Regions from separate parts of the Zea mays genome. Here region 1 is linked to region 2. Evidence: chromatin contacts called from public Hi-C data. All regions are on one chromosome and are shown on one strand. The core of a region is the stretch at or near the end of the contact, and the rest is flanking DNA. Distances in the headings are between cores, read along the strand shown. Region 1 overlaps LOC103650168 (auxilin-related protein 1). Region 2 has its middle 19 kb from the start of LOC103650165.

What was found. A called contact is a pair of places that touch in the nucleus more often than the background predicts.
Region 1: a Hi-C map of endosperm shows a contact between it and region 2, with 3 times the contacts expected there. The contact joins two enhancer-like sites. A contact is called at or near these places in 3 of 25 Hi-C or Micro-C datasets (endosperm, leaf and tassel).

Annotation. Positions count from the first base shown.
Region 1 is chr3:66,753,202-66,756,512 of Zm-B73-REFERENCE-NAM-5.0, reverse strand. LOC103650168 (auxilin-related protein 1) reads left to right here. Exons shown (of 9, transcript XR_004857154.1): 8 at 116-204. Among protein-coding and RNA genes, the nearest start is that of LOC103650168, 33 kb to the left of the region's middle. Within about 2 kb of position 1,507, at least 12 of the 20 cell types and tissues checked have an H3K27ac peak or open chromatin away from gene starts, as enhancers often do. A contact at or near this core is called in endosperm and leaf, where this site is marked.
Region 2 is chr3:66,588,547-66,591,905 of Zm-B73-REFERENCE-NAM-5.0, reverse strand. No RefSeq gene overlaps it. Among protein-coding and RNA genes, the nearest start is that of LOC103650165, 19 kb to the right of the region's middle. Within about 2 kb of position 2,050, at least 13 of the 20 cell types and tissues checked have an H3K27ac peak or open chromatin away from gene starts, as enhancers often do. A contact at or near this core is called in endosperm and leaf, where this site is marked.

The DNA.
Region 1 (3,311 bases), core at 258-2,757, 170 kb before region 2:
ACACTACGAAAACCTTTTCATGATTGACATTCATAGTGTCATAAAATATCTCACGACTTATAAGCAATGGTTTTATTCTGTGAGACCTTTGCTTACATGTCTCTGATGCAAACAGGAAGCCTGGAAAAAATTCAACTCAGAAGAACTCTTCTAACAACTTGTTTAGGAAAATGTTGATCGCAAAACAAGTATTGGGAAGGACAGGTAGGCAAGCTACGGTAGATATTTTTATTCATTTCTATATTTAGTTATATAGTGTTTTTCTTATTTCCTTGTTTCCGATTTCTTGCTCGCTCTATTCATTGGCATATGCACCCTTATTTTGTGTCATGTAACGTTGTATATATATATCTTTCCGTGTGCAGTGTAAGTAAACTTGTGCTCACTCCTTTCTTTTTCATTTGCCGTGTTTTAGTTAAAAAATGAACTAGCGGACGGCAAATATTCGATAACGGAGGTAGTACTCACAGAAAAACAAAGTTTGGGAGCAATGGGAATGAAATTGATTGGATGGGCTAAAACCCTGCATTCCATGGCTCCCAAACAAGTCCTAAAAGTTGCATTTTTTACTAGCATTATCGCATGGATGTCTTGACTCCATTGGCTAAATGAATTTTATCTAGAAATGGTTAAATGGATATCAATTCTGTAGCATTTGGCAAAGCATCACTCAATGCAATCTTCACCGTCAATTTTGGATAATCCGATATTTGGGAGATTTTGGATAACATCGTTGTACATGCGAGTTTAGTAAAGTGTTTTTATGCCAAACTTTATGTTTCCAATGGCTTTGTTATACTTACAAACGATGTTGACTCCATATAATTTTTTGCTCTTGGACAGGGACATACTGGTCCCTGTAGTAATGAAGAAAGGGAGAGTAGCAGGGGCCCTGTTTGGTAAGGTACCAAATTGTTTTTGCTATAGTGTGTGAAGCTAGAATTAGTGAATAAAAATAATACTCCCTCCGTCTCAAATTAGTATTTGTTTTAGCTCTTAGTATTTATGTCTATAATCAAATAGATGATATAAATCTAGACATATATAAAACATATACATCAAGTATTGTATGAATCCATTAAAAACATAAAATGAATTTTAATTTGAAAGGAAGGAATACCATGAAAAAGTTTATCGTGAGTCGTGACAGGGTATGTAGAAGCAGGCACCAGCTCGAGGGGCGATTCCGGTTAGCTCAAGGCCAGATATGCAGGCTAGTCGCTCGTCCAATCTGGAGAAGCAGCCGCCAGCTCAAGGACGTTTCTTGCTAGCTCTAGGCTAGGGAAAATTTAACTATTTGATGATAACTCTCTAAAAGAACTATTTGATGATAACTCTCTAAAAGATACTTTTATAATGTCCATAACAGTTACCATTATTTTTTGAAACATTCTACATTTTTGTCATTTTACCTACATGGCTGGCCACGCATGCCCACTATGTGTCCTTGCCAGCGTGGAATGCTTTGGAAAATGTCCCTTTTGCCCTCCATCTCTCAGCCATTGAGCCGATAGCCTCGCCAGCGACGTCGGGTAGCTAGCTACCCACAAGGCCTAGCTCGTCGGGATTCTCCACCAGTGGCGTCGTTGGCGTCATTCGCCCCACCACGAGCACGTTGACCTTAGATAACATGTTGATGGTCTCAAACACCTCCTTGGTGTACCCTTGCCGCTCCTCGAAGTGCACCGATCCATCCTTCAACATGCTGACCTTCTTGGACTTGAAAGCGTCAACCACTGCATCGTCGTCTTCTCTCTCCGCGTCGAAATGCTAGCGAAACCTTACCAGTGTGACGGCGACACTCGAGTGCTCGACCATGGGTGTCACGTAGGTGAGCGCCTCATGGCACTGGGCCTGCCGAAGAAGAGCATCGCGACAGAGAAGGGCACGTTCTTGGCGGTTGCGTTGGTCACATGTTTTGATTCCTAAGGCCGTCTACAGCAGTTTACCTAAAAGTACTGTTATGCATTGTAGACTGTACTGTTCGTAGAGTGGAGTTTGAATATCGGTATGTGGATGAGTAAGCTGCCACAGATAGCTTCAAAGAAATCAAAATGGGGCAACACAATTAGAAACGAGAGATATTCATTTCTTCGATCTATATAATGGATAGATCAAAGGGAGAAGACTATCATAATTGAAGGACCTTTGTATAATGAAATAGAAATGCTGAAGGGAAACCATGACTGATATGTATCCTTTGTTATTTCTTCTTGATTATAAATAATTATAGGAATACATTCGAATGGTGATACGAAGGTAAAATATACACAACTTCTGAGGTTAAGCAGTTCAGATATCCTCCTCAGGAAAAGGTGTCTGTTTGGATGTCATTGTTTCTCTATTTATAATTGTAAGTCAGAGTACAATTTCGTATAAAATTACAAACATGTCCTCAAATCCTACTCCAATTCTATACATGGAGACTACATGATCCTTTAGGGGCACCATGGTCTTTTCCTTCACAGACGTGCTGACCAAGTCTTCAGGTTTTCTCCCTCGTTTCGTTGCAGTTGCATGCTTAAAGCACGAGGCCGAAGATTCCTAGCTTCACCGTCATGTGCACACTGTTTAACCGAAGGCTTTCAGGCGAAGGCTAGCTTCACTGCTTTGATAGACCTGAAACTAGGGGTGCAAACGGATTGGATCGGAGCGAATATTATATGGTTGCGGATATGGATATTTTAGGATGTCGAAAATGGCGCAGAGTCAGAGCGGAAGCGTGGTGGAAGCGGTTTTCAAAGGTTGCATAATATATGTATACATCTATATTTTATAGCGATCAATAGTTCATAAACTAAAGATTAATAATTGACAAAATAACTTGAATATAGCTATAATAAATAACTAAGTAGGTAAATAATAAACTACATTATGTCACACACAATACGATGTGTGATCCTATCGCTGATTGATTTATGTTGGCTTGTTGCCTGTTGGGTTGGGGGTGGCGATTGATTTCTGTCGTGTATAGTGTTTCATTTCCTGTTCCACCGTATAGAAATTTCAGTTTTATTTGGCCAGTAATTAGTCATTGTTGACTGATTCTCTGTCTCTCTTGCACTTGACAAACTAATAGAATATTATCCTATTTTAAGCATCGGATAATCTGCTCTCAAATATCAGATAATCCATATTCGTTAGATTTTGGTGATATCATACCCTACTCCGCATCCGCACGTAGATCAGATTATCCATATCCGCATGGATATAATAACTCCTACACCATACCCGTATAATTAGGATTTAGATCAGATCGAATAATTATCCACACCACTTGCACACCTACCTAAAACAGACTTGAAAACCAT
Region 2 (3,359 bases), core at 801-3,300:
TAGTTACTCTAATTCCAAGTACCCAGGGACGCCTAGAGAAAAATGGATAAGAGAGCTTATCATAGCCTAGTCATGAAACACCCCAACGAAATAATGGGGAACCAGTTGAGAGCTGGTAACTGGAGAGCAGCCTTCTAGCGAGGTGCCTTCAGGATATGAATATATCGGTAAATGAAAAAGAAGAGAAAGCTGAAACAAATTTGAGCTCATCAGCTATTAATAAAGGAGCTTGCTACCGTATTGAGAAATATTAGAGTAAAGCAAGATAAAGTGCATAAAGCACTCCCGTGAATTCTGAAAAGGAATGGTAATACTTGAACAAGAGCAATAGTCATTATGTATCTACCATATAATGCAGACTGTCTTGAAAAGATGGCAGTCACTATAGCAAAGATACAATGGCAACTAGCAGCTCAAGGTCTTGAAGATCTGTTTTTCCTAATCATGGACATTATCTCCTTTGTAAGTATGTTTATCTCATTGGCAGAAATCAACTTGAAGTTGAATAAGAGGGTGATTAAATAAAGAAAAGATCTTGATTTGGACTTTATATATTTATAGGCACATGGAAGTGTCATTGACCATAACCTAAGAAAGGCAAATAAAATTAAGCATAGTGTAACTTCGAAAAGTTACCACAAGTATTGAAAGAATCTTGCAAGAATGCAAACATACTCGAAGTATGAGCATGCCACAACTTAAGCATATAGCTTGAGGCATGCTTGAATGAATATTTGAAACCTATACCTTATCATACTGAAAAGGTTCTCAATATAGAAAAGTGCATTATGAAAATACTATTAATTGGTCGGTCATTTGTGAATCTAGATCTATAAGAACCTAAGGATGAGGGGGAGGAAATACTATGTCGATACACCAAAGGTAGACACTCAATGTGTCATTGTGTTTGATCGGTAATGGCATTAAGTATAAATAAATACCATGTATATGAATCATGAATATACTCCAATATATCCAAAGGCTAAGAAATTTTGCATTGAAGATCAAGACATGTACCTAAATATGAATATGAATCCCTTTGTTGTAAATTAAAGTCATATTGAAGTCAGAAAGTGGACCTTTGTGTCAACAATGACAAACTCATGTGGGAACCAAAGTCTAGCATAAAGATTTTGTGAAGATGTATACTTTGAATAAGAAACACTCCACGATATAAGTAATGTGGATTAAGGAATCCCACTACCAACTTATGAAATAAAGAAGCTTGTGTTGCATAAGTAATGATGGGATATGTGTTATGTATAAAAATCCCATTAATATATGATCAAGAAGGCATATGTTGAACCACGTTAGAGTCTTACATAATAAGGCACAAGAAGATCTTGTAGATCTCCATTTAAGCATTGCATCCATCATTGAAAGGATGGACTTGAAGCAATTATAAAAGACTTAAAAGTGTAGTTCTCAGGGGGAGAAAATTGCATACTCCTAAATTGAATCTTGAGCATGAAGTTCAAATACCTAATTATAGTCTTAAGATTAAATGAAGAAAAGGTGATTTGTACTCTTTTCCCCTTATGTGAGTTTTCAATAGAAGTTTCTCACATAAGGTTTTTAATGAGACAAATCATGCAACACAGCAAGCGTGAGCCATGTACTCTTTCTCCAAATTTTTTCCCACTGGGTTTTTGTGGAGTTTTGGGACATGTGTATCTCGCGGCAAGAGAGCCAAGGGGGAGTATTAAGAAACCAGTTTGGGCCCCGAAGGCCCATGTGGCCCATCTAAATAAAATCCTAACTTTGCACTATATATAGAGGAGGACACTACTATTTGTTGTAACTATTGAACAGAATACATAAATAAGAATATCAATAACTCCTATATTTTTGTGTCTCCTGTGTTTATGAGTTAAGTAGTCTTTGGACTATACTTGGCAGCAAAGGGTTCTTAACAAACTGAACGAGGAAACGGAACAGTCTTCAGTCTTCACGCAAGAAAACTGCGGCGCGGAGGCGGACCGCGGACTCCAGATCTCCACGCAGCACGGGGCCAGTACAGTCAAAGAAACCAGAGTCGAAGGCAGGTTTCCCGAGACGCTGCCAGAAATGGCTGACATAGCAGTCACATCCGGTGGCCACACCCTGGCGTCACCAGCACCTGACGGCACACGGTTTCCAGTCTTCCAAGCCCGTTCGGATTAAAAAAGAAACTCACTAGGCTACGCAAAGGACCGAATTTTTTAATTTTGCCATTTAAAAAAATGTTTTGACCTCTCGAACCTTTAAACTACAATGTTAGCGCCGCATTCTATAGTATCGAGAGTATATATTTTTGCTTCACAAACCAAGTATAACACCCAAAATTCAACTTTAGTTTACTGAAGTCATTAGGGAGGAAAATAATATTGTTTTCAAAGGATGAAAATGATGATATAAATAAGATATATAACTTTTGAAAGAGATAAAAAAAAATCAAATGTTTGTTGCATTCATATTAGTGCATAATTTTTGGTTGAAAGTTTTTCAAAATTCTTAGTTTTATTGATTTTTATTTCTTTATGTAAAACCCTTTTATTAAATAATAGGATATTCTTAAAATAGTCTATTTTGAACAATAAGTATTTTATTAAGTTAATAGAATTCTTGAATTTATTTTGATTTTTATAATGTTTATAACATTTGGATTTATAAAAGAATAAGGTTTGGAAAGAGAAGGAAAAAAACCAATTTAGCCTGCCCCAGCCCACTAACCCGCATTTCGGCCCACTCCCCCACAACCCATTCCCTTGTGTCCTTGCTTACAAGTAGGGCCCACCTGTGAGAGCTTTCTTCTTCCTCAAGTCGTCGTGCGCCCGTGCCCCCACGTCCACTTGCCTCCACGCATTCAGTAATTGCCCGCATTTGTGCTCGCCTTGACTCAGTGGAGAGTCCACTTCCACGCCCGTTTCTCTCCTTCTCCATCGAGCATTAAGCGCCACCACCATTCCCTCTCCCCCACTAGCCATTAACTCCGGCGAGCAATCGAGCATGGCTCATGCCTCCTCCGCTACCCCTCATGGCCCTATATAAACTGCCTAAGCCCCCAGTTGCTTCCATGTGCCAGCATTCTCACTCATGCACCCTCCTTCGCTCTGCTCTCATGCACCAACGTGCAGCCATCACTTGCCACGGACAGGTCATTCCGAAGCTTTGCCAACGATGCTGAGGCCACGCCCAAGTTCTCTAGAGCCTTCTCTTGTCGTTACACACCTCCCCTATCTCGATCTTGTCTCGTCGAGCCCAGCCCAAAGCTGTCGAAGCCAAAACCACCATGGAATTGAAGTTGAAGATGACCATTTAGCAATTTGGCCCATGCACTTTATTCTTTTTACTTGCCTATCCATCACAGTTCAAAAACC